Regions from separate parts of the Mus musculus genome. Here regions 2, 3 and 4 are each linked to region 1. Evidence: chromatin contacts called from public HiCAR-type, HiChIP or PLAC-seq and Micro-C data. All regions are on one chromosome and are shown on one strand. Each heading gives the region's core, a stretch centred on a gene start, on an enhancer-like site or on the middle of the called end of the contact. The rest is flanking DNA. Distances are from core to core; before and after follow the strand shown. Region 1 overlaps Thsd4 (thrombospondin, type I, domain containing 4). Region 2 has its middle 16 kb from the start of 9230112J17Rik. Region 3 overlaps Thsd4 (thrombospondin, type I, domain containing 4). Region 4 overlaps Thsd4 (thrombospondin, type I, domain containing 4).

Region 1 (7,262 bases), core at 1,400-3,899:
AAAGCTGGCTGCCTGATATCAACACTTCAGAATGCAGTGTGCCTGAATAGGAACCCTGGTTAAAGAAAGTCCTGTGACCTTACGATCCACGCGCTGTCACAAAGGTAGGCGTAGTTAATGAAGAGGGAAGTTTCTGTCTACTGTGCTATACTGAATCTTTAGTGCTTATGAAGGGGCCTGTATACAGAAGGTGCTCATGAGTTGTGCCTGTATCCAGAAGGTACTCATGAGGTATTAGCATGGCCCTTTGAGCTTGGCATCCAGTCTAGCTCCTTGCGATTCCATTTGAGACTCTCCTTGATGAGGCCTCTGTAGCAGCACTAGCTCTGTGGGGAGAGTGGAATCTTGACTGAGAGGCACCCTCCGCTGTTTCCTGCCCACAAGACCCTGGCAGAAGTAGCCACTTGGGCACGGATGCCTTCTGGACAAAGATGCAGGATGTGTTGACACAGCAGCCCAGCCTGAATGTATGAGCTTCCTTTCTCTGTAGCTATGAGGCCTGGCTTCCAGATCAGGCATGTGTTCTGTGGGTGGGTCCAATTAGCCCAAAGTCCCTTGTTAACTGTTCTTGCAACTGTTACTGTGGCGTGGAAGTGGAGAATGGCTTGGTGATTCCAAACAGCTGCTTCCAAGCTTCCCGCTTGTGATGTTCGGCCTCTTGGACATTAGCTTTCTCACCCTCAATGTGCACTAATTAGGCTGAGCCTTTGTGTTTCCTTGGCCAGGAGCCTTGCCACTCTGGGCATTTGCAATTTTGGACAGGAAAAATGCGGATTGAAGTGGTTGGCAGCTGGCACAATGCAGGAGGGCAAAGATGTCAGTGAGCATTCCCATGGCGCCGGCACGGGCATTCCTGTTTTCCCAAGCACCGGCGAGATGGAGCTGTGAGTGGTTCTGGCTGTCATTGAGAACACAGGAAGTTTATGGCTTACTCTTTATGTGCGCTGCTTCCCACTCAGCCAAGCCAACGTTTGTATCAAGTAGCCAAATTGTGCCTCCGTGTGTGTTTGTGTGTGTGTATGTGTGTGTGTGTACTTATAATGTGTATGTGTAGTGTGTGCACATATGTGGGTAAAGTCCAGAGTTCAAAGCTGAGTGTCTTCTACTGTTCTTCCCCTCCCCTCCCCTCCCCTCCCCTCCCCTCCCCTCCCCTCCCCTCCTTCCTTTCTCTTTCTTTGGGGGGTGGGCAGAACTCAGAGTTCTTGGCTTAGCTATAACAGGTGTATTTGCCTGCATTTAGAGAATGGGCCCCAGTTAGCCCAATGCCTGCCTAGTGATGGCCCTGAAACCATTCACATTCCACCTAGCTCTGGGGATGGAACTCGTGTCTCATGCTTGTTCAGCGAACACTTTTCTGACTAAGCCTTCTCTCTCAGCTCCTCAGACACCCAGTTTTTCAGATAGCATCAAACAGGCAGGGAATGTTTCTTAGCCAGTGCTTGCTAGAGAACCGTTCGCTCTGGTGGACAAGTTAACTCCAAAGAAGCTTGCGGCTCTGCTTCCCTCTCCATCCCCACCTTTTCCTTTTTATCCACAAGTAGCATGGATCCACTGGGCCTCCTATGCCAAATATGTGAATTCAGAGATGAGTAAGATGTGACCTCTGCCCTCAAGAAATGCACTGCCTCCAGGCCTCACGGCTTTAGTCACCGGTTGATCCTTAACGGGGCAGTTGGGATGGATTAGAAAAGTGACAGGGGAGACTGACTTGTGATAAGATACAATGTAGCAAACAGAAAACAAGAGCAGTGTATCCACAACCCTGATCATGGTAAACTGGGGCTCAGTTAAATCATGGGGGAGTAAAGAGCCCACTCATGTGGGATAAAGGCAGCCAACACACAATCCCAAACAGGGGCGCCTTTCCTGATCACAAGAGAAACAGACTTTAAGACTGCCTCACAGTTCCAGCCTGAAAAGCAGCCCTTGGCCACTCCAGAACTTTCTCTAGGGAGTAAACATCTCTCTTTCCAAAACCAAGGTCAGAGGAGAGGTCAGGGGTGAAGGGTGAGACTGCCTGTGAATCCAATGTGGCTCGTTGCCAGCTACTTAATAAATATCCCTAGAAAAATCAGTAACTTTCACTTTTATTATGGATTTTATCACCACACTTGTCATTTTTTTCCCCCATGCTCCAGTTCTCAGGGCAGCTGCTGTAAGGCTGCACCTGGGATCCACAGGGGCTATCCCCCAGGGACGAACGGCACCACACTTGGTATTGCCCAGGGCTGCAGCCCAAGGCTGGCCCTACAGGGCAGGTGGCTCAGCATGCCAGTGTCTGACGCAAGCACAGGCCAAGCAGCAGCTCCCGCACTGGCTCACAGTGTTAAAGCCTGGGCATCCTCTGAGTTTGTTAGAAGACAGATTTGCAACCTTCTCTGTTCTCAGACCTGTCAGAAGAAACGGAGGAGAAGAGGAGCAGCCTTCATGGAAGCCACACTGTCCATCTGGGACAAATTGCAAAGATGTTACGAGCTGCTTTTTGAAGCTGGGCATTCAGAAATAGAACGTGGCCGAGTGACAGGCTGGAACAGATGGGCCAGGGCTGGGCCGGATTTCAGGAAGGCCCTGCTTCCCAGGCAGAATTGCTGGAGGTCAGGTCCTGGGCGGGTGAGCGCACTCTTGGCACGAAGCAGGCCTGTGTGACTTGGGTTGCATTCATCTGTGAAACACGTTGGATCTGAGAAATGAGTCTTGGATCCTCGGCTGTGTTAGCATCAGAATCATATTTTATTAATTATACGAGACAGTACAAGTGACATGATCAGAATAATGCCTGCCATACAGCTCACACTCCAGAGGCATGAACAGGCCAGCAGCGGCATCTTCTTTTGGGTGGTGTCTCTTTGCTTAAACCAGAGCTGTCAGCTTAGGAAACATTGTTTCAGGCAAGCAGGCCTGCCTACTTTGTCAAGGACTTGAACTACATTTGTACTCCTAGGAGAAATTCGGATTTTAGTTTTGGTTTTGGGGTGTTGTTGTTGTTGTTGTTTTGTGTGTGTGTGTGTGAGAGAGAGAGAGAGAGAGAGAGACAGAGACAGAGACAGAGACAGAGACAGAGACAGAGAGAGAGAGAGAAATCTTTACTTCTTAGAATCCTCACTAAAATTAGGCTTTTCTGAAAGGAGAAAGTTGTACTTTCTAGGCAGAGGATATAATTCATTTGGTAAAATGTATGCCTGACATGCACACAGCCCTGGCTTTAATCACTATACAGAAGGGAAAAAAATGAATGGCTATAACCCCAGTACATAGTCAGAGGATTAGAAACTAAGGGTTATCCTTGGGTGCATATCAATGTTGATTAGAAAATTTTGAGGCTAGCTTTGGATACATGAGGATCTGTCTCATAAAGAGAGAGGGTGTCTTGGGTGTCTTTCAAGAATGGAGGTGGAAAAGTAGCTCATTTGGTAAAGTATGTGTACTGAGCATGTGCAATGTCCTGGGTCCCATCTCCAGTACCATATAAAGTAGGAGTGATGGATGCCTTTTGCCAGCCCCCAAGTGGCTCAGAAGTTCAAGGTCATCCTTAACTACATAGTAAGATAGAAAATTAAAAATAAATTATAGGCATGGTGGCACACACCTTTAATCCCAGCACTCGCTACTGGAGGCAGAGGCAGGCAGATCTCTGAGTTCAAGGCCAGCCTGATCTACAAAGCAAGTTCCAGGAACAGCCAGGGCTGCGTAGAGAAACCCTGTCTCAAAACATTCTCTCTCTCTCTCTCTCTCTCTCTCTCTCTCTCTCTCTCTCACACACACACACACACACACACACACACACACACACACACACACACACACATCTAAAAACATCTGAAGGTAACAAGCAGATTTAATATGTTTTGAGAGGAGATCTGATTTGAGGCTTAGAGGAAATCATGCAGCTACCTACCGATCTGATTGGTAATGTTTGTAGGGAGTGTGGGAGGAAGGCATGTGTGGGGCATATTGCTCTATTTCTACCATCTCTACCCTTACCAGGGACCTTCTAGGCCCAGCAGGCTTGATGAATGGAATAGACCTCTCTTCTGGAGCCTGCCATTCTAGTGAGCAGTGGAGATCTGGGCAGCTGTGTTGTCATGCTGCATGTTTCCAGTTCCTGGCTGGGTATCTTTTACCAAGAGGTCAGTGGTGAAGGTTCCCCCACATCTGCAGGGAGCCTCCCATGGAATGCGGATGTGTCAAATAACACCCCCACCCCCGCCCAAATCAAAGTCTGAGCAGATGCTGGACAGGGTTTCTCACTTGTAGCCATCTCATAGTGAAGGGGTAAGGGCCAGTTGTTGAGCTAGAATGTGTGACGTCGCATTTGAAGAGCTGGATCCCAAAAGGCATGGCATGCAACAAATCTCCATCCTGAAAGGCCACTTTGGTAGGCAGTTTGGGCATTGTGATCCATCGAGGGGAAACAGGGATAGAGCCGTGGCCTCCGTACCCTGCTCTTCCTCCTCCAGCATGTGTGAAGCCTGTGCCTGCTCTCTCTCCTCTTCCAGAGACACAAGCCTTAATCCGTTTAGTTATTTAGGACAATTGTTTTTCAACTTTCAGGGAATTATTGTGTGTGCGTGGGTAGGGATTTGTGTTCACATGCATGTGGGTGCACGTGCATGTATCTATGTGTGGAGGCCTGTGGTCAACCTCATGTGCTCCTCAGAAGCCACCCACCCTGACTTTTAATGCACGGTTGGTCTCCCCTTGGTATTGAGGGATGGTTGATGAGGCTGGATCAGCCGGCCAGCAAGCCTCCCCAGAACTGGGATTATAAGAGTGTCTCACCATGCTCAGCCTTCTGTATGGTTAGGATTCAAACACGTGGGCAAGCTTACACAGCCAGTGTGCACAGGCTGAGCCGTTGCCTCAACCCCAGCTTTAAAAGCAAAGGTCAGTTTTTATGACTTTATTCTGAGTGACAAAGGTCTCATAGAAGTAGCATGGAAATACGTGTTAGATTACAAATGCCTTCTACTGAACATTTATAGTATCTTGTTAGATCCAAAGACTCATTTCTATTTAAACCTAAAGAAACAGCTAGCTGGGTGTTGTGGTGGACACCATTAGTTCTAGCACTTAGGAGACAGAGACAGGCGCATCTCTGTGAGTTCAGGGCCAGCCCTGACTACATAATGAGTTCCAGGCTGGCCAGGGAATATACAATGAGACCCTTTTTCAAAACACAAAACAAGAACAAAAATTTAAATCCAAGTTATTAGAAGGCTAAAAATTCTCACTAGTAATATGTAGCACATAGAGTTTTCTGCTTTATCATCTTCACCTTTAAGGAAAGTAATCGATCATTTGGGTAGAACTGTTTATTGTGAAACTGAAGGCAAGTGGTTTAAGCAGTTGGCGTTGGTGCTGGTCATGAACTTTATTCCATGTTTAACACATCCGAGTCTTCTTTCAAGTACCACTGAAAGAACAATTCATTACACATTCTTTTAATTTTAGAGTGTGTTGTGTGTGTGTGTGTGTGTGTGTGTGTGTGTGTGTGTGTGTGTATGGAAGTGTGTACAGGTACTTTGCTTTGGTGACTTGAAATAATGGGAGTTAGAGAGAGGCCCATGGTGGTCACTGAGGGGCTGGGCTAGGCAGAGGGAAGATGTGCAAATAGGTGTGGGTGGGTGGGTGTGGTCCTCAGCCAGTTCCCTAGTTCCATGCCTAAAACCTACTAGCGAAGTGAAGTGTCAATTTCCCAACCCAAGAGAGAGTCCTGGGAGGTGGTAGGAGCTGCAGGTGCCATGCAAGAGGTAAACTCTGCAGGTGCCTGTCCCAGACTGGTGGCCCAGAGAACAGGTGACTACATTACAACCCAGGTGGACTCAGAGCAGAGCTTTGGGGAAAAGCCGCAGAGAGCAGTAAGCAGGGGAGTCTAATGCAGATGGAAGACCCTGTCTGGGGTTTGGCAGCAGTGCACCTTCCCTGGAGAAAGTTTGTCTCGTGAGCCAATCCTGTTTCACTGGAATCAACTGGTTATAGCTATGAAACGCTATTCTAAGCTGAAACTGACTAAACTGGTCTGGCCTGATGGATAGCCAGGAGGTTTCCAGGCAGGGCTGGGGTGAAAGAGCTCCCACACTGGCAAGCTGTCCTGCTTGGGCAGTGTCCACTGCTTGTGCCTCTAGTAAGCTCTGCGAGGCTTCCAGAAGCTAGGCTCTAAGGAAAGGCTCCCAGCCAGGCTGGCAGATGAGCCTCTGTCGGCACACACAGGGAAGGAAAGCTCTTGGCTACCCTAGAGGGTCCTGATAGAGGGTTGAGGTCCCAGGGTACTGTCTGGGCTGGAAGATTAGGGAACATTTTAGGATAGTGTGGGACAAGGGCAGAATGGCCTATTTGAAAGTCAAATGGACTCTATCTACTCTGGACTCTCATTCCCTAATAGGTAGCTAGAAACCGAAGACATATTTCTGGATGTTTCCCTGCCTCAGTCTCTTCCCTGTATGAACTGGTACTGGTAACTTCTTTAAAGGATTATGAGAATTAATCAGAAAACAAAACAAAACAAAACACCACTCTCTTTAAATACCCCAGAGCAGGCAGCAGAGGGACTTGTCAATGGTACCTCCCTTCTCTGTTCTGTTTTTAAGCTCTCCTCTGCTCAGAAACCCCCTTTTCCTATTTCTCTGACAACTAGATACAATGTGATGCTTCAGTATACACATAGTGTATAGTTAGCAAACCAGGATAATTAGCATGCGTATCATTACAAGCATTTTCCCCTGTGATGGGAACATTTAGTATCCTGTCTACTAGCTAAGTTAGAACACCAATGCCTGATTGTAACTGTAGTCATCCCCTAGTACTACTGTGCAGACCTTGAGCTTTGAGTCTTGGAGTTTTCCCAACTAGCTTTGTGGCTTACAACCAGACCCATAGTCTTGGCTGTCCTTGAAGTGAAAGACTCACCGTGTAATGGCTCACTCACACCTATACTGCCCTTTCTGCTGGACTCTCCTCAAGAGCACAGGAGGATTGGAAAACAAAGAGTATGTATGCTTCTGTGTTCCATAAGAAATGCTTTCTGGCCCTGGAGTCAGCCACCTTCAGGTACACACTTGCATGGAACCTAGGCACTGGCCATGAGGTAATGCCCAGAGCATGTGGACTGTTGTAAATTAATATATGGGTCTGCTCTGTAGCAAGGTCCTTTCTGTTCTGATTTCTCCTTTTATGGTGTCTTTAGAGAAAGGCAGGGAGACTTGGAGGCAGTGACTGGGAATGTACAAACACAAGGATCCAGCACTTTAGAGTTTGGCTCTTGT
Region 2 (7,262 bases), core at 2,868-5,367, 250 kb before region 1:
GCAGATACAGGGAATCCCCAGAGTAAGTAGCTAGTGAGACCCACCATGTCAGCCAGCTCTGGGTTAACTGAGGGATCCTGGCTCAGTGAAGAAGGTAAAAAGCCATGGGTGGTGATTGCTAGTGTCAACCTCCAGCTCTGAACTTCACATACATGTGCATGCTACCCACCTACCCACACATGTGCCCACACACATGCAAACATACACATACACACATACACTTAAACTACACAAACACACACACACACACACACACACACACACATGAAAATGGAAAAATAAGAAATCAGAAAGTACAATAATGTCAAGAAATAGGAACAGACACAGATAGCAGTTTCTACAGACATAGGCAGGATCCAAAAGGAATGAGTGAGCAAGTCTACACACATGGACCTAAGAGCTTAGATGAAACGAGCTAATTAGTTGAAACACACAGTCAAAGTTCAAGATGCAGGATGACGTAACAAGCATCCTTTTACTTGAAACCCTTCCCACAAAGAAAACCTCCAGGTTCAGTTGGTGTCCCTAGTAAGTTGTATCAAACACTTAAGGAATAAAGAATACTAACTCCATACATATTTTTTTCCAGAAAATTTAAGCAGACAGACAAAATTCCCAACTCTCTTTTTAACATGACCCTTATATAAAATTCAAGGCCATTGTGAAAAAGAAAGTTCTGTAGGGTTAGAGAGACAGCTTGGTGGTTCAGACCACGTGCTGCTCTTGAAGATGATCTGAGTTCGAATCCCAGCACCCACATGGCAGCTCACAACTGCCTGTAATCCCATCTCTAGAGAATGTGACACCCTTTTCTGGCTTCTGTGGCCACCCTACATACACGTCACACACACACACACACACAAACACTTTTTTAAAGAAGAAGATTTCATTTCCAGCCCCTCATGAACACGGACACAAAAATTCTTAATAGTATTTTAGTGAATGGAACCTGATAACACAAAAAGATAAGGCAGCATGGCTTTCACATATGTAATGTTAACATAACATTAAAAAACGCAAACTAGTGCCATTCACCGTATTAAGGACAAATGAAGAAGCCAGACTATCCTCTGATTAGATACAGAGACATAGTCTCTGCTCCCACACAAAACATCGGGATGTCTGGAAGAGCCGATCCGTACAGTCTCCGGAGGAACAATGAGCAAGAATCTTCCCCTCACTGATACATCACTGCTTCCGGACTTGTACATCCAGGCTGGCTCCTGTGGGTGGGTATAGGGAGTAGGTATCTTACCTACTAGGTATGATAGCCCCATCTGCCACCAGATTCCCACCCTAGGAGATTGGTTTCACTAGAGCCAAGATAGTGGGATATCTGATGTCACATGGACACCTACATTATCAAGCCCTTCTTCCCTCATTGCACCTACTACCCGCTCCTCACCTCCACATCCCTCAGTGATGGCTGAAAGCCTTTTTATGTAGGGCTGTCCTCTGCCAGGTAAATTGTTACTACCTTAAGGCAACCCTCACTGTCTGTACCTGGTCTCCTGAGTAGATTACAACAGCAAGTCTTGGGTTTGTTTGCTACCCAGTCTGTCTGACTTGTGCCAACAGCTCCCGCTCTTACTATCAGATCGCCCATCTATTTTCACAGAATAATCTCCGTACTTTGGTATCCCTCCAGGCTTCCCTACCGAAAGCTCATTGTTAACATGGTTTCCTCACCATGGAGAGGGAGCCTACTGGCAAGATGTGGAAGAGATATTACAAACTTTGGAAACAGGGCTGGCGAGAACAGGGAAGAGCGGATTCCCGCAGGTTGTCCTCTGAACCACACATTCATGCCACACACATACACACAGGGCACGCAGGCACACACAAATTTTACAGATCACAACTGTAGAAACGCTGAGTTTTTACATTATAGCTGTTAAGATTTTCAAAGAGGAATGTGTACAGGTGCACCTGTGTGTGGGTCTGTGCACACGGGCAGTTTCTGCAGAGGCCAGAGGGAGTAGCAGATCTCTTGAAGCGGGAGCAGCTCTGAGCTACCAGCGTGGGTGCAGAGATGTAAATTCCGGTCCGATGCAAAAGAAGTCTGACCTCTTAAGTGTCAGTCATTCCTGCAGTCATCTCTCCAGCCCCTGACGTTTTAAACAGTGTGCATGTTGTTTTGGGGATAACATAAATTTTAAATCAAAAAAAGGAAACAAAAGGCACGGTTCACTCACTACTTCCACAATCTCAGGTCCAAGCCGCCCTCCTGACCCTTCCTAACATTCGTTCTGGTCTCTCAGCCCCTCAGTACTGCCAACCCCAGCTATCATGTGGAACCGGTTTTCCATACCAGATCTTATCCATGGGCTCTGAAAACGGGTTTTGATTTTTGTTTTTCTAGTCTTTCCCAGATTCCAACCAGCAATGCACCAATTCAGAGCACCTTGCCTGTGCTACACAACTCTAGCCACCAGGGCCCACTGTTAAGGCTCCGACTCCAGCCTTCTAGCCCCGCCCCATGAAGGGAAGCTGCAGGCCATCCTGCAGGAGTTGAGGTATTTAAAGAGAAGCCCACAGACTCCAGGAACCATGGATGCCTACTGGAGCGGTCAATGGGCAGTGGCTCAGATCAGACCGTACTTTTCTTCCTTTGAGGAAAGGCTATGGGTAGAAGTCTCCAATTACATCCCAAATCCGGGGAAGGATATGAGGCAGGAAGTTAAGATGGTAGCACTGTAGCGTCCTCGCCTGCACATCAGGAAGTAAGCTGCCGCCTTTTATGAGGCTGTCTGGGAAGCAGAGCCATCAGTCATGTCAACACAAATAGAACCCATAAAATCCAAAATGAAAGTCACTCTGACAGTTTCCATTAAAAAAAGAGGAGGTAAGAGCAGCTAAATCTCCCAGGGTCTGTCGCTCTCTCATGTCTTGTGACTTTACGACTTCAGCCAACAATGTAAAACAAGAGCAGCGCACAGAACACTTCCTCTGAAATCTAGCACAGGGTGCTGGAGCAGGGGCAGGCGCCTGCAAAGGAGTAGATTTGAAAGGTAAGACGCCCAGGTGCATTCCGATGCACAGAGCAGCGCATGCTTGTAAAACGCCTCAGTGCCTGTGTGCTTTCCAGCTGGCTGCGGGTGTATCCAGACAGGAGGGTAGCTGACCGATAAGCATCTCTCTCATTAACTTAACCACAGTTTGTCATGTTTGCAGAAGGCTTTGAGAAAAGGGAGCCAGGAGCCCGGAGAAGTTTCCCACACCTGCTCTCCACAGCTAGGCTCTGTGAGTTTACATGAGCTGCTGTATTGTACTGCGAGGCAAGTAATTTTAACTTTATATGTGTGTCAGAGGGTCTATCATCTATGTAGATGTGTGTGTGTGTGTGTGTGTGTGTGCGAGTGCACTCGCACACACACACACACACACACACACACACACACGTGCTGGGGGGAGGAGGGGGGTCTCAAGTAAGCCAGAGATCCATCACAGAATTCACTACACATGGTTTTTTTGAGACGGTCTCTCACTGGCCAAGAGCTCACCAAGTAGGTAGACTGGCTGGCTGGCTAGCAATCCCCCGGGGCCAACCTCTCCACCTCTCTGCACTGGGATTATAACACAGGTCACACCCAACTGTTTACAAGTGTTCTGGGGGTCTAACTCAGATCCCCATACATGCACAGCACACACTTTTTGGAATGAACTATCACCACAACCTCGACTAATTTTAACTTTGCTTCTCTGTTTTCTGTTGCTGCGAAATACCATGTTTCCATGGCAACAGGGGATGCATTTTCCTCTTGCTACCAGAGAAGGAGGCTCTAAGAGTAGCCCTGCAGATTCTCTAGCCACACAGAAAAGCTGCTTGTTCCTGGGAGGCAAGCATGCCCAAGTCCAGATAGACAAGCTACATCATGGAGAAACAACAGCTGTAGAAAAATCGGCTGGAAAAGCCACAGGCAAGAAATGTGGTTTTGGAAAAGCTTGTCTTAAGTTTGGCACACAATTTGGAACCGTTGCTCTGGGAATCAGAAATACTGGGACAGGAAGAGCCAAGAAGACAGCTCTGAGAAAATGAGCACATGGTGGGTTACAGGAGAGGACCAAGAGCCGGGAGGTGGCCCGTTCCCCAAGGCACACTTCTTCTGGCTTGTGTTCTTCTCTCCCCATGAAGTTTCCCTTGGGCTGACGGAGGTGACATTTGCTGTTTGCTACTGAGCCATCCACGCTTTTACCCACTTAGCTGCCCATTCACTCAGAGAATATTATTTCGTGTCATCTTGGCACTCGGCTCACCCAGATGACTCCTCATTACAGGGTCCACAGTCAAGATTGGAGATCAGTCTGATAAATAAATAGGCAGATTCTGTACTGTGGGAGAGGGGCATTGAGAATCTTTTTGAGAGGCCTCAAGGGTGCTGAGGGCTATTTGACAGTGAAGAGGGTATGGGGAGAGAGGCAAGGGACCCTCTATGTTTAGAGGCAGCTAATGTAATGACCCAGAGACCCAGACGAAGCCTGTGGTGCTTGCAGGTCTCCAGTGGGTTTGGTAGCTCAGCTGGTGACTTGCTTCATGGCCAGCCTTACTCCAGTGTTTACTGAGCAGTCCCTGTGACAGCATCACTTGCACAGGTGACCACTTGCGGTGTTTGTCTGTTTGGAGTGACTATCTCTGACTCATCTAGTTTCACCGAGATGGTTGCATCAGGGGGTTGAAGCACTTGCTATCAAGTCTAATGACCTGAGTTTGGTCCCAAAGACCCACATAACAGAAGTAGAGGAACAGCTTTTCAGCTTGTCATCAGACCTCTACTCTTTTGCTGTGGAATGCACATGTTCCTCTTCCCAGCTAAATACATGTAATACGTTTTTAAAAGAACATATTCTGTAGCAATAAAACTGCAGGCAAGAGACAAGAAGCCACGACTTTATAAGACTTGCATTCTCGTGGGAGGTGTGTAATGAAGGAGTAAGTAAGCGCTCTCTGTAGTCAGCAAGATGGTGCTAGGAGCTGGGAGAGACACAGAGGACCTCAGGGCAGAAGGCATGTCCAGGCCATCGGTTTTGGGCGGTGTGAACAGGAACGGGGCACCTGTGTAAAGGCGTGAAGGAAGTGGAAGAGTCCTGGGGGCATCTGAGGGACAAGTGTTTCTGGCAGAGGGAAAAGTAGGGCAAGGGGTAGGTGACAAAGAGCAGGTCTGGAGAGGGTGAGACCTGGCATGGAGACTGTGGGATTTCAGTGCAGTGACACAGTGGCTCTCTAGAAAGACAGAAGTGTCAACTAGGGACCAGAACACAAGGAGCCTTGAAGGCCATCACAAGGAGTTTGGCTTCCTGCTCTGTTCTACCTTTATCTCTATTGATGAGGTCAAACACTCCGACCAAAGCAACATAGAGAAGACTGGCTTTATTTAGCTTATAAGTCCAGGTCACAGTCTGCCAATGAGGAAAGTCAGGGTAGGAACTCAAGCAGAAACTGAAATGGAAAGACAGTGGTGGCAGCAAGGGTAGGGAGGAGCTCTGCTTGCCGGCTGGCACAGGCTCTTGTTCAGCTAGCTTCCTTATACAGCCCATGATCACCTGCCCCTGAAATGGCCAGTCACAGTAGACTGGGCCCTCCCACATCAAGTAACAGCAAGACCATCGACCATTTGCCTACCAGGCCCTGCTGACACCTTCTCAGGTGTCTTTAGGCTATGCCAAATTGATGACCACTAACCAAGGCACCATGCAGAACAAGAAGTCTGAGCAGAGAATGACATCATCCTGCCTTTATCTTAACACCGTCAAAAGTACCGTACCCTCGTCCATAGGGACAAGGCAAAACAAGTAGGGGCATCGGGAACAGATTCAGTGACCCAGGTGACAGATCCTGGGAAACAGAGCATGGGAGCAAGAAAGGCACAGAGTATAGAGAATTAGCCCAATGTCAGCATAATCAGAAAGTTCAGCCAGCAGGACTCACCATAAAGTAAATGTGGGGTGTTGGAAGAGTCATTCGGGGAAACTGGGTTGGAGCCTAGGGTCTTGGAGAGGAGATGAGTTAGGTTGGAGAGGAGACCCAAGCTGATTTATTAGCTTGAGGTAGGGATAGGGGAGTGAGGGAAGACAGGGAAGTTCCACAGAGGCCAGAGATAGTTCCACAAGGTTAGGGGGATGTGCATACCAAGGGTCTAGGAATTCAAGATGGTCAGGAGCTCATAGACATAGTCACACAATGTGCCAACCACACTTAGTGACCTGTGATCTCTCTCTCTCTCTCTCTCTCTCTCTCTCTCTCTCTCTCTCTCTCTCTGTCTCTGTGCCTGTTTGTCTGTGTGTGTGTCTGTCTGTCTGTCTGTCTGTGTGTTTGAGACAGGGCTTCACTATGTAGCCCAAATTAGCCTTGAAATCACAGCCATCCTATTTCAAACTCTCGATTTCTAGGATCATGGATGTGTGCCATCCTTCTCACTATGTAAAGCTTTCTTCTGACCAGTTTCTTCATTGTGTTCCTTTTTCAACTCTTTACAGACCCATGATGACCTGTGTCCATCTCCTGTACTGGGCTTCATAGCCTGTTATGAATGTAACCGTTACTCCATGAGTCTCTTGGCAACTGGTGGAAGGTACCTTGTCTTCTGTATGGTATGTATGTGTTCATTTTTATAGGACTTTTTTTTCCCCTCTTGCTAAAAGTATCCCATTATCTCATGCCTTTATGCAGGGTGGGGTGGAATGGAAAATTATTTCAACATCTAGCTTAGAAATCCACTCAGTGAAGCCAGAGCACTTACCTACTGCAGGTTTGATCACCAGCTCCATGTGCCCACTGCTGGATGCCCTTGCCAGAGTGGTCAACCCAGACACTTCATGTTTAATAAAGCAAAGCCAGAAAGAGGGCCCTTCCACCCACTCTTCTTAGAAGTTCCCTCTGCACGGCCCAGCCACTCTCAACCCCAGTAGATGGCACGGGATTGAGTTCACAGGCACAGAGAGTCTGAACATCTGTTTCTGTGGGTCTTCATGATGTCATCTGTTCTGAAACACCCTGGTCCCACACAGAGACAGATTCTAAATTGGGAGCGAGAAAAAAGATCCCAGAAGGGGAATTCCCACCAGGATGGTGTTCTGGATTTAAAAGGAACACCCAAATATGACTTTTATGAATGGACCAATTGATTAAAGGAGACACAATCTCCCCTCATTGGTTCCCTGAGCTCTGTCCTTTGAAGAGAATGGGGGGTGGGAGAAAGGATGAAAGTCAAGTAAAACCAGACAAAGTCATTATCAGATGAAACAATGCTGCAAATTAGGATTTC
Region 3 (7,262 bases), core at 2,505-5,004, 170 kb before region 1:
CCTTGGCTGCCACTCTCTGTTCTCCTCATTCCTAGTCCCACACAGTGGCTTTTTTGGATGGGGCAATGTTTTGTACTCCTCAGTGGTAGAGGGCTCAAAAAGGTTGGGAATTGCTGTACAACTTAGTTTAAATGCCTTTAGGGTTAAGCACTAAAAATATTCAAAAGATGCAGTGATCCAAGATTGCTTAAAATAATGGCATTGTTGATTAGAAGCCCAGACTCTGTGTGTTTGTGTGTGTATGTGTGTGTGTGTGTGTGCATGTGTTTGTGTGTGTGTATGTGTTTGTATATGTATATGTGTGTGTATGTGTGTGTATGTGTGTATATGTGTGTGTGTTTGTGTATGTGTGTGTGTTTGTGGCTGGTGTGTGTGTGTGTGTGTGTGTGTGTGTGTGTGTGTGTGTGTACATTTATGGACAGGTGAAGGCCAGGGTACAATTTTAAATGCTATTTCTCAGGCACTGTACCCCCTGTGTTTCAGACTAGGTTGCTTACTGGCTGTGAGACTCACTGAGTAGCCACATTAGGTTGGCTGGCCAGAGAGCCCGAGGATGACTCCTGTGTCTGCCTCTCCAACATTGGGATTACAAATTCTCACCACCACACCTGACTTTTGATATGTGGGTTCTGGGGTGATTATCTTTAGCTCCTTGTGCTTGGTGCTAAGCACTATAAAGCCATCTGACTGAGCCATCTCTCCAGCCCTGGCCCCACCCCACCCATATCTCCTCTAGCTTCCTCCCTGTGCATTCCCACTTCCCAGGATCTTCCCAGAAGATGAGAAGATTTCATGTTTAGAGATGCTAGCTTGCCCAGGATCACCCAGGTGGGAGGGGCTGGCAGCATCAGGATCCATGCCTAGATATATCATACTGTTTTTTATTATCTCTGGGCCAGACTCTTTTTTAAAAGGGGTATTTTTCCTTTGCTTGATGACAAGTTCTAATCAGGGGCAGTGACAGTAATCCCACTTAAGGTTGTCAATCCCACCACGAAGAGCATGTTGAGATATCAAAGGGCTACAGATGCTGGAGCAGGCCTGGGCCAGCACTAGAGACCCTTTCTTCATGCTGACCTCATTACCCTGCTAACCTACACACACTGGCTTGCGCTATGGTCTGTGCGAGGGACGGTGACCATCTTTTTCAGCCCTCTCCATACCCCTGAGCCAACTGCTAATCCCATCTCTCAAAGCGGGGTGACCGAGGCTGCTAGAAGTTATCTCAGACCTACAGCACTGTTGGGAGGTATAGGTCAGGGATTTGACCCCCACACCTGCACCCATGCCATGGCCGTCCTTGGGGTGGGGCTCTTTCCTTTTCTCCGAGTTTATCTCAGGACTCAGGGTGGACTGACCTTTCCCTTCCAGCAATGAGCTGGTGATGCCAGCTTCCTCCAGGTACTGCCAGGATCATGCTCACCTCTCTGTCTGTTGCTCTTTTTCTTCCCTAGTGCCCTGAGCACCCTCCTGCTGCTGCTTGGTTCTCAGCTTGTCTGCCCGCAGCCTTCCACTGAACACAGAAAGGTAAGTAAGTCCCGGCCACTCAGAGCCATTGTGCTTCTCTGCCGGAGGGGGCAGGGCCACTGTGGCTACTTCCCTTATCTTCCTTCTGCCTGGAGGTGAGGCCCAGCTGATTCTGAGTAGAAGCACTGTTTCTAGAATGTTCTGCCGTCTTTGCATCTTTTCCAGGTTTCTAGATAAGAAGCCAGTGCTGTGATCTGAGAGCAGAGCTGACTTTACAGTCTGTGTCCCTAGAGTTGAGTGGGAAGGCATTGCAAAAGCTTGCAAGCTGGGGCCCCGCTCAGGAGTGGAGAACGCTTGCCAGAGTTGGTGCCTGTGCGAGCACACCTTCAAGGTCACAGGCAGGGGACGATTGGAGAAGCTGAAGTGGCTTGAGAGAAACCTCCCTTTCCATATGGAGCTGTGATCTCTGATGGGAGTCTCTACTGCCAGGAGGATTCTGGGAAGGAAGGAGGGAAGGAAGGACCTGGCCTTTTGTTATCCCACCCCATCTTCTGTGGATGCTTCCCCATGGATTAGTCTAGACCAGTGGTTCTCAACCCATGGGTTCACAAAGCAGATATCTTACATATACGATACCTTACATATCAGATATTTACAATTCATAAAAGTAGCAAAATTACAATCATGAAGTAGCGATGAGAATAATTTTATGTTTGGAGCGTGCCACACATTAGCTGTATGAAAGGGTCACAGCGTTAGGAAGCTTTCGAACCACTGCGGTAGGCAGTTGACCACAGTCCTTGAATCTAGTCCCCAGAGACCGGCTTTCTGGGCCCATGGGACATGAGGAACTCACTTCTCGTCAAGCTGCCTGCCTCATGCCTGCCTCATGTCCATGTTCCAGCTGGGTGCTGCCTGGCCATGGAGCTCTGTCAGTGCTTCTGAGAAGCAGGACACCTGACACGCGAACAAAGTACCTCAGGCCTCCGTCAGCTCCCTGGGTCCTGGGAGGAGAATTCATGTTGAAGTGGCTTTGAGCTGACAGGACCCTTTCCTAGGATAGGGCTTTCCCAGGGGAAGTTCAGAATCAAAAAGGAACTGAGAAAGGAAGGCGTGCTGAGGCTCGAACCTCGTCTCAGCAGCTGGTGGCGATCTCCTCTGATTTATCTAATTTCTTTTAGATCTGGGAGCTTGCGTTCTGCTTTTCTGGACCAGGTAGAAGCCTCTGTGGTACCTTGTTCCCCACTGGCAAGTCAGAGCCATGCAAGTGCTTCTCACACACTACTTTGACTCTAGAGTAATGCCTGGCACAGCTAGGTGCTCAACCCAGTACTTGTTGAATGACTGACTAATGGAGCGATTAGGACCTGGCTAAGGTCCAAACAGCATTTTGCGAGATTGATTTGGGAATTTGCAGCCTTTTATTATCATCTCACCCCCAGCCATAGTTTCAATAGGTAGAAGGTTTTAAAAAGTTATTATTGTGTTTTCAATCATTAATGCTTAGTATTAATAACTGACTTGCCCTAACAGCGTTCTTTTTTGTTATTCTCAATACTCAGATATGTAATCATAGCTACAAATAGTTTATAAATAATTCAATTATTTTGTCATCTCTTTTTGTTTATTTAAGATACCTAAATGATAGATATATCAAATCTCTGGGTTCCCAAATAAGTGTTACTGTGTGTGTGTGTGTGTGTGTGCATATGTGTATGTATGTGTCATACATGCCAAGGCACACTATGGAGATCAGAGGACAACATAAGTCCGTTCATGCACTGTGCTGGCCCTGGAGACTGAACTGAGATCATCAGCCTTGGTAGAAAGCGTCATGATCCGATGAGCCATCTTGCCCACCCCCTCGTCTTCCTCCTGCCTTGTCTTCTTCGTGATAACGGAAAAAGAAAGGTTTATTAGTTGCTTTAGAACATTGGGTTTAAAACACTAAGCAAAACCGTATCGTAACCTGGTATGTAGTACCTCCTCGTCAAAGTATTATTAAGAACTTTGCAATTGAAGGCTAGTTCCCTCCACCCCTTGACATTTATAGATTTCTTCACTCAGGGGAAAGACATTTCAGAGCAGTCGCTGCACATAATAAACACATGTGTCTTGGCTGCCAGGGTTCTTGCCATTCGTCCAAGAAAAGAAGGCCACGTGGGTTTCCTTGGGTGCTAGGTTGCTTTTCAGTGTTTTCTTAGAGCTTTTTGTGACTGTGCCTGTCATCCTGGGGATCCCCCAAAACCTGGCAGTGAAAGCAGGGCTGGCAGTAGCAGCATCCACTTAGGCAGGCAAGGAGATGACTAAGGAAATGCTCATTAACTGGCCTTGCAACAGTGTGTCCATGAAGAGACCAGACTGAGGAAATGCTTATTAATCAGGCTGCAACACTGTTATAAAGAGCTGCCCAGAATTCTGTAAGTCTTTCTGGGCCATACTTTCTGTCACATTCATTTAACTCTGCCTGGCGAGGGGGAGGCAGCCAGAGGTACCCTGTAAATGAATAGTCGTGGCTGCGGTCCAGTAAAGTTTTGTTTACAAAAATAGGTGGTGAGCTGGATTTGGCTGGTGGGCCCACGTTTGCTAACCTCTGCTCTAAAGTCAGGATGGAAAGGAATTAACTGTGGGCTCAGGGTATGGTTTATTCAGTGGGGTGCCTGAGTTGGATCCCAATACTTAAAACTTTGAACCCATACTTAAAAATCCAGGAATGAAGGCATGCCCTTGTAATCCCACCATGGGCAGACAAGGATGGGAGGGTGGCTGGGGTTCCCGACCAGCCATCATAGCCCACTTGGTGAACTTCAGATTAGTGAGAGACTGTGTCTCAAAAAAATGGTGGATGGCGACTGAGGGTTTTCCCTTACCTGCACATACCACACACAGGGCACCCATGTGTACACAGGAACACATACACACATGCATGTGCATATATCTCTGTGTGTATACATGTATATATATACACACACACACACATGTATTTTGGAATTTGAAGGTAGATCCCCTTTTGAGACGTGAAGAACACCAGGGAATTGGAAGAAAAAATCATAGAGTTTCACATTAAAATGAAATTTACAATTGCTATTTTGTTGTTTTCATTACATAGATACATTCATAATTCTCACTGACCTATTATGTGGGGTAAAATTTGCTACTCTTGATTGTTAGCAGAGAAGAGCAGAAAGAATTATAAGCCCATCAAAGGTTAATTCTTTAGGGACAGAGTTATTAATTTGCACATATTATAGTCAATTGTATATATAAAAGCCAGCTACTCAAAGGCTCTCCTTTCTTCCTTGTTACTGTGGTGTGTCCAACTTTAGCATATGGAAGCATTTCCACAGCGTAAGTTATTCCGACCAAGAGACATAATTTGTAAATGCTGTCAAGTAAACTATGCACGTCTCAGTGCTGTTCGGGTGACTGGCTACATCTCCTTAGGAACTGTCCTATGTAATAATGCAGGCGGAGGGGACCTGGTGCCGAGTGTAAGTAGCTCTTTCCAGATGTTTCTATGCAGAAGGCCTCCTCTTCTGGCAGAATTAACAACCCCACAAAAGACTGCTCACCCATTAATTGCTAATACTTGGCAGATGACTGTAGTTTTAGAGGGTGTGTGTGTGTGTGTGTGTGTGTGTGTGTGTGTGTGTTTTTATTTGTGAAAAAGAGGAAACCAGGAACAGGAGAAAAAAAAGGAAGTATGGCCAAGACAAACTCTATACAGAAAAAAATTATGGAATAGTGCCATTTTACATTAAATTTATGTATTTTGTGTATGTATGGAGGACAAGTGTATGTCTGTATGAATTGTGTTTGGAGGGCAGAAGTTAATCTTGTATGTTATTCTTTACTTTTTTTTTTTTTTTGAGATAGAGGCTCTCACTGTCTGTTGTTGATTGGGCTAAGCTGTCTAGCCAATGAGGCTCCAGGATCCTCCTGTCTCTAACTCCCCCGAAGCAGGTTTACAGACATGTGCCACCGTGTCCAGCTTTACTCGGGTGCTGGCTGCATCCTCACACAGTGCACTTCGTCAGCTGAGCCCAGTACAGTGTCTTTCAGCTTCTAGATGTGGAAAAGTAATTCATTTTAATTGCTCAGTGATTAAGTTCACGTTTTAATTTAAATCTCTCAGTTACTGTAGAACATGTAGAAAGTGAAGAAAGCTAGAGGAAGGAAATACAAACTCCTCGCCGGGGCTGCTGGCCAAAGGGAGCTGCTCTGCAGCCCGGTGTTTATAGAAACTTTCAAACAAACAGAGCAGGGACACTACAGAGCAGAGTGAGGGAAGTAAAATATTTGCTTTGCTAACTGATAAGCAGGTCATGATGCAAGTAGGGGACCTCAGGATAGGTCATAGGCAGCGCGGAATCCAGGGGAAGTGCAGCCAAGATCTCTGATTACCCTCTCAACCCTGTCCCCGGGTTGGATGCTGAGCGGAAAGCTTATGGAAGAACAGAAAGCTTTCCGTTACAGAAGCCTTCTCGTATTGTTGGTGCTTTAGAAAACGGGCATTTCATGTGAGTTCTTTTGTGATTGGGTTACCTCACTCAGGATGATACCCTCCAGGTCCATCCATTTGCCTAGGAATTTCATAAATTTGTTGTTTTTAATAGCTGAGTAGTATTCCATTGTGTAAATGTACCACATTTTCTGTATCCATTCCTCTGTTGAGGGACATCTGGGTTTTTTCCAGCTTCTGGCTATTATAAATAAGGCTTCTATGAACATAGTGGAACATGTGTTCTTATTACCAGTTGGAACATGGTATATGCCCAAGAGAGGTATTGCTGGATCTTCTGGTAGTCCTATGTCCAGTTTTCTGAGGAACCGCCAGACTGATTTCCAGAGTGGTTGTACAAGCTTGCAATCCCACCAGTAATGGAGGAGTGTTCCTCTTTCTCCACATCCTCCTAGCATCTGCTGTCACATGAATTTTTGATCTTAGCCATTTTGACTGGTGTGAGGCAGAATCTCAGGGTTGTTTTGATTTGCATTTCCCTGATGACTAAGGATGTTGAACATTTTTTCAGGTGCTTCTCAGCCATTCGGTATTCCTCAGTTGAGAATTCTTTGTTTAGCCCTGTACCCCATTTTTAATGGGGTTATTTGAATTTCTGGAGTTCAGCTTCTTGAGATCTTTATATATATTGGATATTAGTCCCCTATCTGATTTAGGATTGATAAAGATCCTTTCCCAATCTGTTGGTGGCCTTTTTGTCTTATTGACATTGTCTTTTGCCTTACAGAAGCTTTGCAATTTTATGAGGTCCCATTTGTCAATTTCCAATCTTACAGCACAAGACATTGCTGTTCTATTCAGGAATTTTTCCCCTCACTGATAAGTGGATTTTAGCCCAGAAACTTAGAATACTCAAGTTACAACTTGTAAAACACATGAAACTCAAGAAGAAGGAAGAGCAAAGTGTGGACAATTTGCCTCTTCTTAGAGTTGGGAACAAAACACCCATGGAAGAAGTTCCGGAGACAAAGTTTGGAGCTGAGACGAAAACATGGACTGTCCAGACACTGCCCCACCCGGGGGTCCATCCCATAATCAGCCACCAAATGCAGACACTATTGCATATGCCAGGAGGATTTTGCTGAAGGGACCCTGATATAGCTGTCTCTTGTGAGGCTATGCTAGTGCCTGGCAAACACAGAAGTGGATGCCCACAGTCAGCTATTGGATGAAACACAGGGCCCCCAATGGAGGAGTTAGAGAAAGCACCCAAGGAGCTGAAGGGGTCTGCAACCCTATAGGTGGAACAACAATATGAACTAACCAGTACCCC
Region 4 (7,262 bases), core at 3,002-5,501, 150 kb before region 1:
AGCAGCAAGTGCTGTGAACCACTGAGCCATCTCAGCCAGCTCTGTATTGTCATTATGGTTAAAAAAAAAAAAAAAAAAAAAAAAACATCAGCAACAATACTAAAACCCAGCATCTGTGGAAAGCGCTCAGAAAGAATGGACATCATAAAATATCAGAGGACAAATGAGTTGCACAGTGTCTGAGCCTACTTCTGAGTAGTGTGGAGAACACCCTGCCCTTCCTTCCATGTGCCTCCTGTGCTGCTCACATGGAAGACATATCACATAGACACAGGGGCCCTCCGGAGTAGGGCTGAGAACCCCTGCTGGATGTGTCGATCAGTGTGAACAATGCAAGAGGCTTAGTGAGCATGCTCCGAGTGCAAGGACTAGTAAGGGCGGCAAGAACAAGGCCTGGCAGCCAGTGGTGGCCCTCTGGCCAGAGACTGGGATCACAGCAGAGGGTGCTTGTGGGCATGGATCTCCCTGCCCACCACCTAAGCTTTTGTCCTCAAGGGCTGCTGCTATTCTCTGTACCAGGGGAGGAGGTCCAGGCTCAAAGAAGCTTTGAAGAATCTGAAAAGTCAGATAGGAATGATTCAAGGGGAGAGGTCTGAAAAATGCAAGGTGCAATGAAAGGGAGCTGGCAAGATGGCTCTGACAGTCTGACAGTCTGGGCTCTGTTCTCCTGGACCCACAGAACCAGCTCCTGAAAATTGTCCCCTCACCCTTTGAGTATGTGCTGTGGCACCCCTGTAAATGAATAAAATAATGAATGAATGGGTGAATGAATGAATGAATAAATGCAATAAGGATTATCTAGAGGAAGAAAGAAATGATTCAGGCATGAGGGACCAGCAAGCACAAAGACTTGAAACCAGTAGATGGGCTTTGTGTGCCCAGGGGACAGCAGGAGCCAAGACCCTTGAGCCTCCTTTGCAGGATCTGGAAATTATGTGACCTATTCTTTTGGAAAAGTCACTTTGTCTGCCCACCTCTCCTTTGTCTCAGGTGGTGGGGCCACTTGATTATGGGATGCTGTCCATGACTAAGGGCGGGGATCACTCTGTGGGTGTGATTCTTAGCTTAGGGGAAATGAGAGCTGGGCTTCTCTGGGGAAGCTGGGGCTGTCAGGGCTGCTGATCTTCCCCGTGTCCAGAGCTGCATCTCACATGATGCTGGGCAAGTCACTTCTGCTCCATGCTGTCTGCTCTGTATCTTGTTCACCCTGGAAGCAAGAATGTGGCTGTCCTCAAAAGCAGAGTCTAGCAGAGAACCCCCTGAAGTGGGGCACTGCTGACTGCAAGGCATTGCAGGTGGTACATTGAATTTCAAGGGGAAAGCAGAGGCAGGTCCAACCCATGGCCCACATATAATTTAGGTTGTAGCCCAACGTACAAATCCTAAGCCGACTTAAAACATGTTGTAGTTCCTAGGTAATTTCTGTGATTTATTTCTGTAACTCCGTTGCCCAGTTCCTGAGTGTGAAGTTTGTAGATGACAACATCTTGAAGTTATATACACTCGCACAGTCAAGATCCCCGAAGCTGATACCATTGACCTCTGCCTTTGCCTTCCACGTCGTTGGGTGGCGATGGTACCGGGAATTTCATCTTGGCCTCCATGTAACATCAGTTCGCAGCATGTGGTACGGACAAGACCAAACCAGAGGCGGGATGCTTTTTTACAAGTGGGGCAGAGCTGCTTCTCCGCAAGAAAAGCAAGTAGAATGAGAACAAGCACCCAAGCCGGGATTCCTGATTGAGCCCCGTATCCCATGCAAGGAATCTTTGCAAAGGCTCATCCCACGCATCAAACAGGGAAGGTCAAGGGCTGTATTGAAATATTTGCTAATAGGCAAGGCGCTCCCTTCCTCCAACCTTTCTCTTCCACTGAAGCCTTTCCAGAGAAGAGGGCAAAAGCTGAGAGAGTTAAGTGGCCTTCCCTGTGCAGCCCCAATTACCCCTTGTGTCTTTCTCTGTGGACCTGCCTGTTAGGTGCCCCCTACCAGGGTGATCGGACCTGATTGACCTGCCCTTTGTCCTTCCCCTGGAGCTAAAGACAGTGCTGGCAAAGCAGCATGTTGGGATGGAAGGGGCCCTGGCGATCAGATGCTATAGCTTGCCAAGCGCTGGACCAGTTTAGTCTCTCCCAGATGTGTACGTCCAATGACAGTGACTGTGGCCATGGAATTAGAGACAGATGCTTAGCTGGCCATGGGTAGATATTAAATTGTTTTAAGCTATGCAAACTGGGTTTCTCATGCAAAGCTTGCTTCAACCTTACGTCAGCCTTCACATTTGCATCTCTATAGAGAATGAAATGAAAGCAGCCTGTAGCTTGCTCATTTCTATTCGTAACCGCGAGCCATGAGCTGTGGTTATTCTGGCCGTCCTTTACCCTGCACACTGCAGGCCAGATGATCCTTCCTAAACTTTCAAGGGGTTTTAGAAGCTTTTTTTTTTGCCTGCTCCTTTGTCAACTCATGTTCATAAGGTCCAAGGGCTAAAAGGGTTCGATATCATTAGAGAGTTAGGCTCATTGGAAGGCATCTAGACATTTGGGGCAGTGGTAGTTTATGCCTGTGGGCCTGATGTGATCATTAATAACACCCCCGTTCCTCTTAAAAGGGTCCTAGTTTGATGGTGAATTACAGTTACCCTGCTTATGCATGCCAAGTGCTTCTGTGTTAGAAGGGGTGGGCAGACAGTTTGTCATGGGTAATTTAAAGTGAGTTAAGACCCGAGGCTGAGGGTATAGGTGTTTAGACAGGGAAGGACCTTTTTGGGCCTGGGATAGACTGGGGAAGGCCAGGCAGACCTTGGGTGATTCAGAAGCTGGAGATGGCTCAAAGGAAAGGGTGAGGGTGGGAGCATGGGGGAAGGGTGGGAGCAGAGGGAGAGTGTTGAGCACCTCAGAAAGTTCCTCCAGGGAGCCTAGAGTCTGCTGGAGAGGTGGGAAGGGCAGACCTGGGGGATGGGAGGGTACTGGGGGACACATCCTTGACTTAAAGGCCAAAAAGACCAGTAGGGCTCCTGGCCTGGAAAAGCAAAGGTTGAAAGGAAGATTCTGGGAGTGCGGAGATGACTCGGTGGTTGAATTGCCTCCTGCGTGAAGACTGGAGTGCAGATCTTTGAGCCCAAGTGAAATCCAGGTAGGGCAGTGGTCTTACACGCGTTCTCGCGACCGGCCAGGAAGAACACAACAAACCGGAATCTTCTGCGGCAAAAGCTTTATTGCTTACATCTTCAGGAGCATGAGAGCAAGAGCAAGAGAGCAAGAGAGAGAATGGCGAAACCCCGTCCCTTTTTAAGGAGAATTATCCTCCGCCTAGGACGTGTCGCTCCCTGATTGGCTGCAGCCCATCGGCTGAGTTGCCGTCACGGGGAAGGCAGAGCACATGGAGTGGAGAACTACCCTTGGCACATGCGCAGATTATTTGTTTACCACTTAGAACACAGGATGTCAGCGCCATCTTGCAATGGCGAATGTGAGGGCGGCTCCCCACACAGTGGTCACCCGCAGTCTCAGCTCTCTGGAGGCAATGGAGGCTGGCTAGCTAGAGCAAGTAGAATCAGTGAGCTTCGGGTTCAGTGAGATACTGTGCCTAAGTATATATGGTGGGAAGACATTCATGAAGGCAGCCTCTGCCTTCTTCAGGCATACATGAGCGTGTAAACCCTTCTCCTGATCTCTCTCTCTCTCTCTCTCTCTCTCTCTCTCTCTCTCTCTCTCTCTCTCTCTCTCTCACACACACACACACACACACACACACACACACACACACCACAGCAAAGAAAAGAATAAAGAAAAGGAAGTTCACTATCCTTGCCTTGATGGTCACTCAGCCATCTGCCAATGGCAGGCAGATTTTAGCGCATGGAGACTACCTCTGCCTATTCTCCACTATGTACCCACTGCCTGCCCCTCTCCCACGTTCCATGCCATTAAGCAGGGCAATTAAAGATTTTTACACACGGCTGCACGTGACAAATGGATGTTCCGGTCTCTTGATTTCTGCTGAGCAGAAGCTTCCAGCCAAGAGTCGACACGAGCCTGCTGCTTCAGCGTGGGTCGGGACGATTATTTCAACAAGATTTTTGACAAGGAAATAAAACTCAAAAGTCATTTCCAGGAGCCTGTGGTGAAGTCGGAACATATGCGGTTCTCTGGGGGCTGTCAGGGAAAGACTCTGCAGGGTGTTTATCTGTGTTCTGGGCGGGTGACCACTGTATATTTGGGTGGGCGATATCTGCTGAGCTGTCTGGATCAGAGCAAGAGCTCCATGTCCCTGCTTCCTGTCTCCTCCCTCCTTGCTTCCTCCCTTCCCTTTCCCTCTCTATTCTCTTCCTGTCCATCCTCTCTCTTCCACCTCCTTCCTTCTATCTCTTTCCTGTTCTCCTCTCCTCCCCCTCCCTTTCTTTCAGTTCTTTCCTCCTTCTCTCTTCTCCTCCCTCCCTCCTTTCTCTCTTTCTGTAGCTCTCTCTCTCCTCTGTTTCCCTTATCTCTCCCTCTCCTTCTTTTCCTATGATCTTTCTCCTTTCCCTTTTTGCATTTAATTTAGCTTCTGAGACAGGGTCCCACGGTGCATTCCAAGCCAGCCTGGAACTCACTGTGCTGTTGCTTCTGACTGCTCAGTGCTGAGGTTACAAGTGTGCACCAACCTGCCCAGTGCTTTATTACTTTCTAGTAAGGTCTGTCCATGCCAACTCTAGGGTCCCACTGTAAGCAAGATGATGTCATTTTTCTGCCTTCACAGCAGTACGGTCCTTAGGGTCAGAGCACTCTTCTTTTACAGAGGAAGAACTAAGCTTCAGAGCGAGCGGTTAGGGACTAGTTGTATGTTTTGTTGAGCCCATTTCTGGGGTGGTTGTCATCAAGCAGGGGTCCCTAGGGATGCTGCTGGCAGAGCAATGTGAGCTCCTTGCTCCCTAGCCTGCTGGGTGGATCCCGTCTATCCGCTGGGTGATCGCTGCTAAGCAGTGCAGGCGCTTGGACTCTGCGCTCAAAGTCCCTGTTTGGGTGAGCTCTGGTGGAGCCTGGCATCTCCAAGATTCTTGATTTTTGTCTTAAGGCTCCGAGAGTAATCATTCTTAAAAGCGTCACGGGTTGAAGCTCTCCCTGGAGACGAGAGCTCCCGGAACCCCCAAAATGGATCTGAAAGTCTCATTTCGTGGAGTGTGGTGCTGATGGCTGCTGTGACTATTCCAAGCTGCTTCCCTGGGGGATGCTGGAGCTTATCCAAGCCAGCAGCTGCTGGACGGTGGGCTCCTGGGCTTCCAGTCTCAGCAGGCTTCAGGCTGCTTAGTGGAGGCTATGATAGGATTAGAGATGCTAGCTGGAGTAGCATAATCAGACCCCAGCCATCCCTCCCTCTCTCCCTCCCTCCCAGTGCGGGGTAGAGACCGCTCATCAGTTGATCCTGGTACTTATTTAGCTGTGCCCTGGCTCGGGGGCCCTTCCCTTTCCCTGTAGCACAGCCCTCATCAACACCACCCACTAGTGTTTGGGTTTTGTGTTTGCCAAATTTAGACAGATCTAGGAGCCTATCTCAAATCAAAGCTCTGAAATATCTGTGAAACTCATACTACAACTTCACTGGGAAGTTCTTGGTCTTGGTTGTGGGTTAGAATCATTTAGGGGGATAAAGCAATAACAACAATGACAACAACAATGACAACTTACCTACCTGTGGGGTCATTTGTAGGTACATTGGATGCCAGTGTCTGGAAGTAGAGTTATAGCTAGGCAGCCTGAAGTATATCGTGCATGATTCTAAGGTACAAATAGGACTGGGAACATGGGTCAGAGGCATCTGCCTAGGGCACGTGCAGCTCAACTGCCAACTCCTTATACTCCCCGCTGAAGATCCTGTTGCTCAGCAACCTCTCCCTGCATCCTTTCCCATCAGGCAGGGCAGAAGGGAACCCAAAAGCCATGTGCTTACCTACTTTTGCCTCAAATGCCTCCGAGAGGAGGAAGCCGGAATAGGTGGCAGCCGCCAGTTTCAGAACTGTCAGAAGGAAGCCACCAGCTTGGAGCAGAGCCTAAAAGCACTGAATGCTAGCAATAGCAGCTGCCTTTTATCTACAGCTAACCTCCTGGAGTTTCCCAAGTCTGGGAGATGAGCCTGCATCCCACCCTGCTGATTTGCAGATCCACTCTTTCAGGGCTACTTCTCAGGCTTCATGAGAACGATCCTTTTTGGAAATCACTGGTTCCCTCTTCAGCAGCACTTAGCTTTGGACATAGAACTCAGCTCTACATCTCTGAAATGACCTGTCCTCTTTATATTTCTTCTGTTTCCCTTCCTTGTATTGTTGCTGCCTCCTGCCTGGGCATGAAAGCTTTCCTCAGTATCCTCAGCACGCCATCCTTCCTCAGGATGGGTCCCTTCCCTGGATCTGTGGTGCTGGCCTGATTTGCTTCATGAGTTTCAATCCCTTCATAGCAGCTAAGAACAGAACTTTGTTTTGTGTTTACCAAATTGACCCTATCTCTTTACTATTGTGTTAGTGTGTGTGAGTGCATGTGAGTGTGTATGTGGATGTGTATAGAATGTATGTGTGTGAGTGTGTATGTGTGAGTATATGTGAGTGTGTGTGAGTGTACGTGAGTGTATGTGTATGTGAGTGTGTGTGAGTGTACGTGAGTGTATGTGTATGTGAGTGTATGTTTATGAAAGTCTGTGTGGGATTGGACTCTAGGGCCTCACACATGCTAGGCGAGGGTTCTGTCACTGAGTTACAGTCCCGGCCCACCTTCCTTATTTTTATTTCAGCATGAATATCTCTTTTAATCTCCCAGGTATGGGATCCCAGCTGTGTTGAGCCCCGTTTTCTTGCCAATGGAAATGTCTGCTCCATGTCTCCTCCCACTTTCCTCTTACTCCTGCCATCTTTGTTGCCTTCTTGTTGGGTCACCGTGACAACCTTCTAGCAGCCCTTAACTCCCAGACTCATATCCCTTGTCTACATTTCTTTCAAGAATCCTGCGTATAGTATGGGTTTCCTCTCCCTGGCTACAGATGTCTATTGAGCACCTCTTATGTTCCAGGCTCAATGCTAAGTAATGTTTATGAAGGTAGCCTCACACCATCCTTATGTATGAATCAGTAGAACCCTTCCTCCTCCTCCTCTTCTTCTTCCTCCTCTTTCTCTTCCTCATCTCTATTTTGCCTTGAGGAGACGCATCGGAGGTGGTCAGGAACATTATAAATGGTGGTACAACCATTCCAGTTGACTCTAAGCTCCGAGTCCTTAATTATATGCATCGTCCTCAAC

Evidence for each region. A called contact is a pair of places that touch in the nucleus more often than the background predicts. HiCAR-type assays count read pairs that join an accessible place to other places. HiChIP or PLAC-seq counts read pairs in DNA pulled down with a chosen protein or histone mark.
Region 2: a contact with region 1 is called in a Micro-C map of muscle stem cells, with 8 times the contacts expected there. The contact joins two enhancer-like sites. A contact is called at or near these places in 2 of 484 Hi-C or Micro-C datasets (embryonic fibroblasts and muscle stem cells) and 1 of 115 datasets of contacts at active chromatin or transcription factors (embryonic limb bud).
Region 3: a HiCAR-type map of fibro-adipogenic progenitors shows a contact between it and region 1, with 4 times the contacts expected there. The contact joins two enhancer-like sites. A contact is called at or near these places in 1 of 484 Hi-C or Micro-C datasets (cranial neural crest), 3 of 115 datasets of contacts at active chromatin or transcription factors (astrocytes and fibro-adipogenic progenitors) and 1 of 9 other capture datasets (adipose tissue).
Region 4: a contact with region 1 is called in an H3K4me3 HiChIP or PLAC-seq map of forebrain, with 4 times the contacts expected there. The contact joins two enhancer-like sites. A contact is called at or near these places in 5 of 484 Hi-C or Micro-C datasets (cerebellar granule neurons, cerebral cortex, long-term hematopoietic stem cells and 2 more) and 4 of 115 datasets of contacts at active chromatin or transcription factors (embryonic basal ganglia, embryonic stem cells, forebrain and 1 more).

Annotation. Positions count from the first base shown.
Region 1 is chr9:60,305,253-60,312,514 of GRCm38.p6, reverse strand. All of the region lies in intron 6 of Thsd4 (thrombospondin, type I, domain containing 4), which reads left to right. Among named protein-coding and RNA genes, the nearest start is that of 2010001M07Rik, 25 kb to the left of the region's middle. Within about 2 kb of position 2,649, at least 66 of the 459 cell types and tissues checked have an H3K27ac peak or open chromatin away from gene starts, as enhancers often do. A contact at or near this core is called in fibro-adipogenic progenitors, forebrain, muscle stem cells and 1 more, where this site is marked.
Region 2 is chr9:60,558,371-60,565,632 of GRCm38.p6, reverse strand. No RefSeq gene overlaps it. Among named protein-coding and RNA genes, the nearest start is that of 9230112J17Rik, 16 kb to the right of the region's middle. Within about 2 kb of position 4,117, at least 38 of the 459 cell types and tissues checked have an H3K27ac peak or open chromatin away from gene starts, as enhancers often do. A contact at or near this core is called in muscle stem cells, where this site is marked.
Region 3 is chr9:60,476,688-60,483,949 of GRCm38.p6, reverse strand. It overlaps Thsd4 (thrombospondin, type I, domain containing 4), which reads left to right. Exons shown (of 18, transcript NM_001040426.3): 3 at 1,455-1,527. Among named protein-coding and RNA genes, the nearest start is that of Thsd4, 31 kb to the left of the region's middle. Within about 2 kb of position 3,754, at least 18 of the 459 cell types and tissues checked have an H3K27ac peak or open chromatin away from gene starts, as enhancers often do. A contact at or near this core is called in fibro-adipogenic progenitors, where this site is marked.
Region 4 is chr9:60,455,545-60,462,806 of GRCm38.p6, reverse strand. All of the region lies in intron 3 of Thsd4 (thrombospondin, type I, domain containing 4), which reads left to right. Among named protein-coding and RNA genes, the nearest start is that of Thsd4, 52 kb to the left of the region's middle. Within about 2 kb of position 4,251, at least 58 of the 459 cell types and tissues checked have an H3K27ac peak or open chromatin away from gene starts, as enhancers often do. A contact at or near this core is called in forebrain and uterus, where this site is marked.